Linked DNA regions of Mus musculus: region 2 is linked to region 1. A link is a contact called in public promoter capture Hi-C data. All regions are on one chromosome and are shown on one strand. The core of a region is the stretch at or near the end of the contact, and the rest is flanking DNA. Distances in the headings are between cores, read along the strand shown. Region 1 has its middle 81 kb from the start of S100g. Region 2 holds the start of Ap1s2 (adaptor-related protein complex 1, sigma 2 subunit).

Evidence for each region. Promoter capture Hi-C pulls out the DNA fragments that hold promoters and counts their contacts.
Region 2: a contact with region 1 is called in a promoter capture Hi-C map of the 3T3-L1 cell line, with 12 times the contacts expected there. The contact joins the promoter of Ap1s2 here to the enhancer-like site in region 1. A contact is called at or near these places in 3 of 39 promoter capture datasets (the 3T3-L1 cell line, cranial neural crest and embryonic stem cells), 4 of 115 datasets of contacts at active chromatin or transcription factors (VIP interneurons, embryonic limb bud, forebrain and 1 more) and 1 of 9 other capture datasets (liver).

Annotation. Positions count from the first base shown.
Region 1 is chrX:163,042,538-163,048,562 of GRCm38.p6, reverse strand. No RefSeq gene overlaps it. Among named protein-coding and RNA genes, the nearest start is that of S100g, 81 kb to the right of the region's middle. Within about 2 kb of position 3,537, at least 7 of the 459 cell types and tissues checked have an H3K27ac peak or open chromatin away from gene starts, as enhancers often do.
Region 2 is chrX:163,906,573-163,912,597 of GRCm38.p6, reverse strand. Ap1s2 (adaptor-related protein complex 1, sigma 2 subunit) reads right to left here and starts at 3,581. Exons shown (of 6, transcript NM_001290379.1): 1 at 3,325-3,581; 2 at 1,091-1,269. The coding sequence starts at 1,269. Gm52456 (predicted gene, 52456) reads left to right here and starts at 3,067. Exons shown (of 2, transcript NR_165469.1): 1 at 3,067-3,187; 2 at 3,300-4,488.

The DNA.
Region 1 (6,025 bases), core at 2,288-4,787:
AGATCAAATGCTTGCATGACATATCTACTTCAGCACTTCTTTAATGGGGCTAGAGAGAGTCTAAAAGTACTTAAAAGTACTTACTGCTCTTCCAGAGGAAGTTCAGGTCCCTGCACCCACATCTGGCAGCTCACAAGCACCTGTAACACCAGTTCAAGAAGAGCCAGTGCCTCCATCTGACCCCACAGGCACTCATATACATCACACACACACACACACACACACACACACAAATCTTTAAAAAGTACTTCTTCCAACTATCTTGCAGAATCAGAACTGAAACAATGAGAGATCAGAGATCAGAGCGCACCTTGACCAAGACTGCTGAAGTATGCAGACCTCCTGTTTATGCCATGCATCCCAACTACTAAACCTAAAGCTCATGTCAGAGCCCTGGATTCAGACTTGAGGTCACTGAATGTCTTTATCTCTTCCCCCTAGAGTCACATTGAATAAATCTCATTTCTTTGTCCCTCACAATTACGGGTCTCTTTCATCAGTGTAATGATAGCCAGCTTAAGCCTGTTGGGGCTGCCAGAAGCCAAGATTTTGCCCTTAAAACTCCAGTAACAACTGCTTTCAGGGTTGTGTTTTATAAAACTGTGGTATAATGCAGCAGGACTTAGCAGGCCCTGCCAAGATTTCCCCCTGAACAATCAAGCCATGTGACAGATTGGTATAAAAGAAAGCTTATTAAAGGAAGGGAAGTGGGCATGGAGAGGCAGAGAAAGGAGGGGGACAGAGAAGGACAGAGAGGAAGAGGCAGCCAGGTACATGTGTGAAGAGAGAAAGAAGATGGAGAGAGACACAAAGATGGACAGAGGCAGAGGCAGAGGCAGAGGCAGAGGCAGAGGCAGAGGCAGAGGCAGAGGCAGAGGCAGAGGCAGAGGCAGAGGCAGAGGCAGAGGCAGAGGCAGAGGCAGAGGCAGAGGCAGACAGAGCAGTCCTTAGATGCCTTGTTTCTGGCCCATACTAGGCAGGCAGAGCTGCAAGCTGTTGCTAGGTAGCCACTGGTGGAGCCTAGAGGAATTGCTAACATTCAGGATTCTTCAAATCCAAATCTGGGCAGCATTATTTGAGGTGGGACCACTGCATCTCAGGAGCATCCTTGGGAAGAATCAGGGATGCTAAGCCAATAACTAGTGTTGTCAGCACTCATAATCAGAAGATGCATCTGCTCTCCTCCTATTCACCCCTTAGCATCCAGTTAAGCACTGTATTAATACCTTCCCTAGCTGTACCACATCTTCTAAAATCTCTCTGGATGCATCAATTCAGAGGCAAGCCTGTGATTGGTTGAATTAAGTATTGGTCTTTCCCCCATACATTTTTCCCCCTTAGAGTTATTTTATTATCCTTTTTCTAGTTAATAGAGAAATAGACTCTTATCTAAGATAAAAATGTTTCTTTAACCACGTACCAAAAAGAGAAAAGAATCATCTTCATACAATATTGCTCTGGACGAATCCAGAACAACCTGATAATATGAAACCTAGGGATGAGAGTTAGCTCCTGAGTACAGAGGCTAAACTGAGATTTTTCTGTAATCTTGCAATCTCATGTCATGGTTTTGTTGTTGTTATGTGTGTGTGTGTGTATGTGTGTGTGTGTGTGTGTGTGTGTGTGTGTGTGTTTTTTTTAAGGAACCATTTTCACTATGCAAAGTGAGTTTTTTCAAGCTTAGATTACATTTTAGACTTGTCAAAATTTTTTTCTTGGGAAGACGACACCCATTGCCACTACAATTAACAAACATAATGTTTAAATGTGATGGAGAGGTAGGAAAAAGAAAAACAGACTGGTGCATGTGCTGTGGAAAGAGGCATAATATTTTTGAAAAGGGTAGGTGACCCCATCCCTGAACTGGGGACTTTGGATATGGTCTCTACAGGTTCTCTCTCCCTTTTGTTGGGTATTTCATCCCCATTGGGTCCTGGGAGCCTCTTGCTTTCCTGGCATCAGGAACTTTCTAGTGGCTACCCCCAGTCCCCCTCCCCCACTGTTATACACCTCCATTCAATTCCTGTCCCTCTATACTTCTCACCCCTTTGTCTCCTCCCACATCTGATCCTGTCCTCCTTTTTTTCCTCTGCCCCTTCTGTCTTCCTCCCAAGTTCCTCCCTCCCTCTACCCTCTGTGATTATTTTGTTCCCTCTTCTAAGAAGGATTGAAGCATCCACACTCTGTTCTTCCTTCTTCTTGAGCTTCATATGATCTGTGAGTTGTTTTGTGGGTATTTCATACTTTTTTCCTAATATCCACTGATCAGTGAGTACATACCCAGAATTGTTCCTGTCTAAAGGAAATTTAGGGACAAAGAGTGGTAGCAGAGACTGAAGGAAAGGCCATTCATCCAGAGAATGCCCAACCTGGGGATCCATCCCATATCACCAAACACAGACACTATTGTGTATGCCAAGAAAAGCTTGCTGACAGGAGCCTGGTATAGGAAGAACAACAATATCAACTAATCAGACCCATTAGAGCTCCCAGGGACTGAACCACCAACCAAAGAGTACACATGGAGGGACCCATGGCTCCAGCCTCATATGTAGCAGAGGATGGACTTGTTGGGCATCAGTGGAAGAGGAGTCCCTTGGCCCTGTGAAGGCTGGATACCCCAGTGTAGGGAAATGCCAGGGCAGGGAGGCAGGAGTGGGTGGATAGGGGAACACCCTCAAAGAAGCAGGAGGGAGGAGATAGGGGGTTTGCAGAGGGGAAACCAGGAAGGGGGATAACATTTGAAATGTAAATAAATAAAATAACCAATAAAGAAAAGAAAGAGGCATAACTGGAGACGTGATAGTGATAACAGATGAGAGAAAGAGCTGACGTTTCCATGCTGTCGTTACCCAGTAGAGTTGGTCCGATGGTTTACAGCAGCCTGGAGCTTATGCAGGTGCAGACTCAGCCCCAGAACATCCTGCACAGCTGTCATATCCCCCGGGGGAATGACAGAGGCCCAAGATGAGGAAAGGTTCACTTTCCAGATTGGACCTCATCAAAAGACTATCATGATCCATGATGCCACTGGAGGCCATGTTGGTGTACATGTTTCATGATGCTACCCCAGGCCAGGATGAAGCGCCTAAGATCCATGTGAATATATGCAGTCTGTTCTGCTGCCTGAGGTTTTGGTGATGTTCTTGGGCTTTGCTGCCTCAGAGGGCCATACTGATATGGATGGCCTGTCTAGCCACCTTTGGCCATGCTGAGGCCCTGTGGTGTGTGCATCTGCTGAGGGCCATTAGTGGGTCAGTGCTCCTCGTAGGGCCAGGGGTCTATGTAAGTATCTGTAGCCTGTGTTAGCCCCGAAGTCCATTCAGATGTTCATGGCCTGGGCTGCTGCCTAAAGCTACATTGATGTTCATGGGCATGTGGGAGAGCTCCCCTCTCTGGCTGCCATATAGCTCTCCTCAAATTGATGACTTCTGGAGAGGATACAGGTGGAGAAAGATTCATCCTCCCTGGCAGGGTCTGGCCACTAGGAATTTGACCATGGTCCAGTGAGTGTATGGTATAAAAACAAATAGTTTTTTTCTATTTTTCACTTCCTTCTTTTTGAGGGGAGAGAAGAAGGGAGGACTGGGAGGTGAACAAGATCAGGGGTACATGATGTGAAATTCTCAATCAATTAAAAAAAAAACTTTCCTTGCATTACGCAATCAGCAATTAACAAACTTTTGCTGCAGAGGGCCAAGTGGTAAATATTTTCGAAGTTTGGGTCTTTTCCTTCTAAATCATCTCACAGGTGCATTACACAGTAATGCTCTCAACAACCATTCCTCTCTTCCTTTACAGCCAGAAAGGTGCTATAGACAAGATGGATGTGGCTAAGTTCCAAAAAAACTACAAAACTATACCCCCCACAAAGGCACTGCTGATCAGATGTTCTGCATTTCTCTCATCTCTCCCTCCCTGATGCTTTGTGCATCAGCAGAAATAGAACCCAGAGCCTCGCTATGCTAGGCAAGTGCTTAGCCACTGAGCCACATCTCCAGTCCTACTTTTCCTGTTCTTGCCGTTGTCGTTTGTCTCTTTTGTATTTTTGACACTGTGTAATGCACCTGTGAGATGATTTAGAAGGAAAAGACCCAGACTTCGAAAGCCTGCCAACCTGAATTTGATCCTTAAAAACTACAGTAAAGGTTGACCTCCACATTTGCTATGGCGTGTGTATGCCAATCTATATTCAGACATGCATCCTACAAGCACATATGTGCATGCACCTTCGAGTCCTTCGCATGCGCACATGTGAACACACACACTAATAATAAAGTTTTTAAAATTAAAACAATAAAGAGACAGAGCATCATTATAACCCAGGCTGGCCTCTCATCTGTTATGTAGCTGAGGCTGGCTTTGAACTTCAGATGCTCCTGCCTGTACCTCCCAACTTCTGGAATTACAGACATAGAAGCCAGACTGTCTTCCCCCGCCCCCCCCCATATATGTATGGATGTTTTGCCTAAATGTATGTCTGTGTACCACATGTCTGCCTGATGCTCAGAGAGGCCAGAAAGGGGTATCAGATTCCCTGGAACTGGGGTCACAGATGGTTGTCAGTTACCCTGTAGGTGCTGATAACCAAACGCAAGTCCTTTAGAAGGGCAACCAGTGCTCTTAACCATCGAGCCATCTCTCCAGCCCCTACTTCTCCATTCTTAAACAGAATATAACAAATCTCTACTCCTAGGGTACACTTAGGATTGCTAGGAAAAGGAGAGCTAAGGCTGAGTGGGGTTCAGTAGTGGAGCACCTGCCTAGCATGCCCAGGGCTCTGGGTTCAGTCTCCACCACCATAAATATGAGCAAAATAAAACAAAACAAATGAAGATAGCAGGGAACAGAGAGAAACCATGAAACCTTTTTATTCACTCAGAAATGCCAAGGTATTTCAAAAGCGGCAGGAAAGCCTGTGGGCAATGGCTCACACTTTGTAATCCCTACATCTGAGAAGCTGAGAGTTCAGGGCCAGTTCAAGTCAATAGTAAGGCCACGACTCAAACAAACAATTAAACAAACAAAAAAACCAAAAAGGCCAACGTAAACATATTATCTCAAAAAATGAAAAAAATGAGTATTTAAAGCCATGAAAAGAACAGCAACAGTAGAGCCAAAGAAGTTCCTTCTAACTTGAAAATTACTTGAGTTTTCTTTAATCCTAGGCCTTATAAAACAATATACACTTGTCAAAATACTCTAAGAAATTGTGACTCCAGCAATATGGATTATTCAAATTGCATATTGCTCTCACACCATTAAATTATCTGCAAAAGCAACTATCATGACAACTGGCCTTGTCACTCTGGGCTGTGTTGCAGTATCTCTAGCTCAAAGAGCCCTCTTGAGGACAGTGATGCAGCCTAGATAGGTCAGCTTTCTGGACCACTGGCTCTAACCTCTAGGTTCTGAGACTTTATCTTATGCTATAAAATGTTGTTCCCAGCATACTAACTAAAAGCAGTCTCCCCGGAGGAAAAAAACCAACACCAAACATACATTTTTTAAAGTTTTTGTTTCAAGAAAATGGCAGGGAGGAAAAAAATAGACAATCTAAATTGTTTAGGCTTTAAAATTAGTTCCAGCTGGGCATGGTGATTCATATCTGCAATCCCAGCATTTAGGAGGTGAGGATAATCTTGAGTTTGAGACCAGCCTGGAATACATAGGGTGTTGCAGGACAGCTTAGACTACAGAATGAGAAACTGTGTGAAAAAGAAAAATAAACAGCTTGGTGTTACCAGTAGTATGTGCATATAAAGCCAGCACCTGGGAGGCAGAAGCAGACCTTCTGTGGGTTCCAGGCCAGGCAGAGCTCCATAGTGATATCCTGTCTAAAAATCAACAAGATGCCATAACCAAATGGCGTATACTCAACTCTCTAGCTTCTTACTGGCAATCTTCTCAGAAAAGGCAAGTTACGCTGGAGAGATCATGGATGTGGAAAATGGACCCCTCACTCTGGGGTCCAAGCTGGACTCTGGACCAAGCTGGATGGCATCTTGGGGAACTTGGAAACATC
Region 2 (6,025 bases), core at 2,332-4,831, 860 kb before region 1:
TCTCAAATGCTATGTATGATCTTTCTCAACAAATACTAAACCAAACATTGGATACAAAAATCACCCAAGCTGATGAAATTTACTATGAAAGAAGAAGTCTAATGGTCTCAATGTCCTATTAATCTCTGTTTTCCCCTGCCACCTCTTCCATAAAACACACCCATATTTGAAATATAGTGATAGAAAATTACACTTCTCTCCACCATCACTGAATTGCATACTGTTCTCTGAGTACTCCCCATACAAGACCATGTTTTATATGAAGAAATGCTTTTATGTTGAATTCAGTAAATTATTCAAAGGGGACCAGAAATGGGGAAGAAATAAGGAAATGTTCCCTCAAAAAAATCCTATAAAAGAAGAAATTATATTTCTTTTAAACTGCTTAGAAAACTTTTGGTTACCAACAAAATAAAGATATGTAGCATTAAAGAAAAAACTGTGTAAAAAAGCTATTTTTTTACAAGTTATTTTGAAACATCACTTTAAAAAAAATCTATCCTTGGTAAAATTATCATATCTAAACATAACTCCTTCACAGCAAAAAGTCTATTTTAAATTAATAAATGCTACTAGGAAAGACATTCTATATATACACAAAGTATTTAAACATCTGTATACTGAGATGGTCTATGTGTCCAGGATCTTTATGAATAAGATTAATTCTAAAAGTCAGAAAAGAAATACCAAATATCAGTAATTATTTTATAGATTTGTTATAACAAGGAATTATTACACTGTTATCTATGCATGCAAGAATTTAGCGAAGTACTTAAAAATTTAAAATACCCTATTTACCCCAGTAATGAATTTACTAAATTTTTCTAAAATGGTGATTAAGCAGGAATAATTGTCTGTCTTTTTTATATAATTAATTTAAAAATGATTCCCTGCTGCTATTGCTTCAGCCTAAGGCAAGCAATCAAAATAGCAGTTACTTATTTTTAAATGGAAAGTTTTCCTTTAAATTTATTTCATTTAATATTTATTAATCTTTGTTTATTGACATAAAAGTCTGCAATTTCCTCATTAGAAATAACCCTAATATTTGACAGTATTTTACCTTTCTGATAAAAAAAAACAAAAATACCTTTTATAAACAATCTTCAGATCTCTCCACTCAAGGAAGCTGCACATCTTGGGTTTCCGTGCTAAAACGGTTTGAACAAGTTCTCTTGTGATCTTCTTCTTTTCTTTGTCTGACAGTGGGACATACCATTTCTGCAGTCGAAGCTTTCCCTGGCGACTAAAAAGCAACATAAACTGCATCTGTTAAAATAAATAAAATCAAAATTACATACAATTACCTAGGATCAACAGTCAAGATCACATGATGTTTCAGAGCTGCTTTGGGGGTACAGTAAACACCCTGACACATGATCAATAAGCCATCAACATTTCTACGCAGGTTATAATAGCAGGAAATTCTATTGGAAAGATCTTACTATATGTAGGTAAGTGTGGAAGAGTGTGTGGAAATCAGAACAGGTGGTAAGCTGGAGTGAAAATTTTGAAGAACAAAAACTCTGATAATTTCAAGAAACAATTTTCTACCTGTTCCACACTCCACCACTCTATGTGCATTAAAGGCAAATGCAGACATCAGGTAGTTGATTTAGGATGTTGATTTACATGTCTAGGAAGAGGAGACCTACTATTTTTCACCCTGAGGCTATTCTAGTTCCAGGCTGAATTTCTTGCAGAAAAACTGCTTGTCATTTAAAGCATTCCCTTCAATTTATGCTAGCATATTTTAAGCAAAATCACAATATTAATCAAAAAGATCTCACAAACAACACATTTTAAAGACAAAAGCCCGATTTTTATGTTTGCATTTCATAAAATCCAACACAAACAAGCACTCAAGAACTGAGTTAATGTATGTAAAAGAGAATACACGCTTAAAAAGCTTTATTCAAAGTTACTCATATCGAGACACAAGATATTTAATTTAAAACAACAAATTTTTGGGACAGTGCACAGAATACTTCTTTTAAAACAAAAACCACATTTGAATGTTATGCTGGATTTGAGTATGTTTTATACCGAAGCTAATTTGCATTGATTTACTTAGTATTTGCATGTCTGTTGGTCAGTCTATATTTTCTAAGGCATGTATTTTATAATTCAACTGGTAAAAGCGAGCTGTATTGTAAAGCTAATTTGAAGGTAAAATTTGGATAGGTGTTTTGTTTTAACCTTTTTAAGTTCCTTTAACAGTGACAGTGCAAGTAAGATCCACCCAAGGGCGATTCTTAATATTCACCACACAACCTTAAATTTGAACACCCGGAGGAGGAATTTACGTAACTAATATAAAATCAAATTGGCTCTAGACAGGAAATCCACCTCGCAATATCCCAAAAAGGCATCAAGAAAACATCCGGATATTTATGGCGTAGCCATTTAACTTTAATAAAGTTAAAATTGGCTATTACCCCACACAACACTATATAATTCATTGAGAGCAAAGTGCCACCCTTGTAAGTCCTGAAGACAGCGGCATCGAAAAGAACGGCATCGAAAGAACTGGACATTGAACGCAAACCGTTATCAGAACTTGGGGAAGGGACCGATCGGTTTTCTTAAATCTTGACCAGGAGAGATGGTTTGCTAATGACTGGGGTGTGCTCTAGGCTATCTGTAGCGGGGTCCAGTATCCGCCCTACCACTTTGGAGGACGAAGAAACCAAGCATTTTCCTCAAAACAAATGATGTGCTAACATGGGACGAAACCCGCGGCACAAGTATTCCTTTTCCCTCGCTTTGATTTTTGCCGCAAATCCCGGGACAACAATTTCTCCAGATTGGTATTAAAACAAAAACAAAACAAAACAAAACAAAAAACCCAACAATGAGCTCAGCCTTGGAGTGGGCTCTGGTCCAGCATCCCTGGGGTCCCGCAGTCTCGGACGCCTCCCCTCCTCCCGGGACTACACTCCATCAGTACCCAAAGCTGGGCGAGGTGACCGGCAAGGAGTGGAGCAGAGACAATGGCATCCGCTGGCCCGCCAGGGGCGCCAAGTCCTCGGTCGCCGTCACCCCAGCCCCTCCCCAAAACGCCCCGTCAAACTTGAGGCGATCAGCGAACCACAGGTGCCGCGGGGTCCCCGCGGAACCTAGGACCGGTTCCCCTGCATCACCGGCGCGCTGCCGAGTGGAGAGCGGAGCGCTACCGCCGGCAGAAGTGAGTTTCGGGGCGCGGCGCCCCGGGAGGACTCGGGGTGGGGTCGTCGGGGCGCTCACGGGGCGGCGGGGGGCGCGTCCCAGCCATCACTCCCTCTTTCCATCCCTGCCAGCTCAGCGGACTCCTTCAGCACTTACGGCGGCGGCGGGCCGCGGACGCGGCGGAGCTGGGCTGGCCGCGGAGACTGAGGCGCCGGCAGCTGCTGAGGGGAAGCCCCCGTCGCCGTGCTGTGGAAGGGAAGCCGTGGTGCCGCGGGGAGGGGACCCGTCTGGTGGAGGGCAGGCTTAGGCTGCGAGGGTAGGGCGAGCCGACAGATCCCGCCCTGGAGGCTGGACGGAGGAGGAGCCCGGGCTGCGGCGAGCGGAGAGGCGGACCGGAGACCGCGCGCCAAGCTGCCGAGGGGGCGCCAACCGCCTCTAGAGTGAGCGCTGTTGCCGGCAAGAACGAGAAGCCGATTGGTCAAATAACCGCAGGGTAGGCGTGGCGAGGGCCGGAAGTCTGGCCACGTGACCCGGAAGCGGCCTAGGCTGTGGCCAGCGCGCTTGCGTACTTCGGGCTGTGCTGCCGGGACGCGGCGCGCGCGGCTGTCCTGGCTCCTTCCGTGGCAGGGTGATGGGGCTCCGCGGCGCCCTTAGCTGACCCCGTGGTGCAGGCTAAAGGATGGTCCGCACCGCAAAGGGGCTGATTCCGAGCGCCAGTGACTCCGTGGGTCTCCAGAGGGTTGGGCGGGGAGGTGTGACAGTCGGCGATGATGGTGGGAGCCAAGGACAGGAGTGCTGCAACTCAGGGGAAAACAAGTCAGCGCTGTCGCGGTGCTCGTGCCCGCGTTTGCAGGGAGGCCCCTCCTTTCCAGCCCCAGCTAACCTAGACATTTCTCGCCACAAGCTTTGCTAGAGCCTCTCTTCAGGGCTTGCTTCCCCCAGCAGTGCGGCGGACTGGAGGAGTTGTAGTCCGCTCTCTGCTGCAAAAAAAAAAAAAAAAAAAAAAAAAAAAAAAAAAAAATCCAGACAGCGCTTAGTCCTTTTAGATCCCGCTTCCTTCTCACGGTCTCGCCCGCACCTTCCCCATCCCGGGTTCCAGTTTAGCCTTGGCTGATGACTCGCTCGCCTTGGCATGTCCTTCCTCTAATGTCACATCTATAAAGCCTCACCCTAAAGCCCCGGAACAACGAATTCCTCTTTTACCCACATGCTTCTGTTTAGCGCACCTTGGATTTTATTCGTTTAACAACCTAGTTCTCTGCCTGGTTTTAACACTACTGATAAATGTGAGTTGTCTAATAAAATTATAAAATGATGATAGACTTGTTAAAAAGCTGAAATGTTGACTTAGTCTGGGCGTATGATGGATGTCTGTGTTTTATTTGAATGGTGGAATGGATGGATCATCGAGTTCAACTCATCTTTTATAGATAAGGGGAATGGAGATCCACAGGATTAGGTGACCTTGCTTGGACAGCCATGGATTTCCCCTGTCAAATGCTACTCATTACTACTGTCACCTCTGTCCCTACAACAAAAGCCAGAACAGAGTATTCATTGGGCATGCCTTTCTTTGCAGAGATTACTAAACAGGAATTGTAAATTAACTAATGTAAGAAAAAAAAGATGCTACACTTTTAGCGAAGCTGTGTTTACTTAATGTAAAGAACCCCCTTATTAGACATCAATGTTCATTTTTATGTCTTAGAGTGCCAATGTAATAGGATCTTATACGTTAGGAATTTGAGGTCATTTTGTATATGCTTTTGTTTAGCAAAAATAAAACTAGAATACTTTCCCCTTTTCAGCAATACTATGCTGCTTGGAAAGTTTCCTACAAACGTGTGTGAGTGAAATATACTGGAGTATTAAAGTGGTCAATAGAAAGCAGAATTGGCTTTTGGTAGGTCTTTAGGTCCCCGGCCCAAATTTCTCTGTTTATTGTTGAAACATGCCTCTAAAATGCCAATGTACTTTCTCACAAGAAACAGATGTCATTAGCCAGTTCAAAGATAGCAATGATATTACACAATGAAAAACGGCCTTCTAATTCTAAACACTGCCTTTCCTTTTTGTGTTCAAAACACCTACGTCCTCAGGGTGCCTAAGTCACCACCTCCCAAGTTTAAACTCATTGGATGTGTTACTAATGTTGGTTAGTAGCTCTGGAAATTATGGGAGACTTGCAAATTGGCAGTCTCATTTCTGTGTTCCTAGCCAAAAAGAGAGAGAGAGAAAGTGGGGAGGGCTGGGGGGTAGAGAAGGAATTATGGGAAAATAATTAGCAGCTGAAAGCAGCTATTACATAATCTTGGCTGCTTATTAATTTAGCAGAAGGAATGGCTTATTAAATTCTAATACCAACAGCAAAACTGCAAACAACCTACAATTAACAGAGCAGGGCCCATTATTTTGTTAATACGTTCTCTTCCTTTGGCAAGTATATGAGAACAAAATTTATAGAAGCAGATGGTCTTTTTCAGTAGATTATAGATGGTTTATTCCCCAGTCTTAGTTCAAAGTGCTAATGGTGCATTCACTGTGAAAGACAAAAGGAAGCACGGCTGCCATCTTTGTTAGTAATTAAGTAGTTTGACTTTGATTTCCACATTTTCAAATTGTAGGCTTTGTTATATATATATATATATATATATATATATATATATATAATCTTCTGACCCACTACCTTTTTCATCTGTCATGTCAATATATAATCTTATTATTCCTTTGTGTTTGTTTTCAAGGTGATATTGCCTTCTTTATGCAACTATGGAAAACTATACAAAATCATGTGTGAAAAATTAATAACCAGAATTTGTAATTGTTTGTTAAATTTCAAAAATTGTTTTGCTGTCAT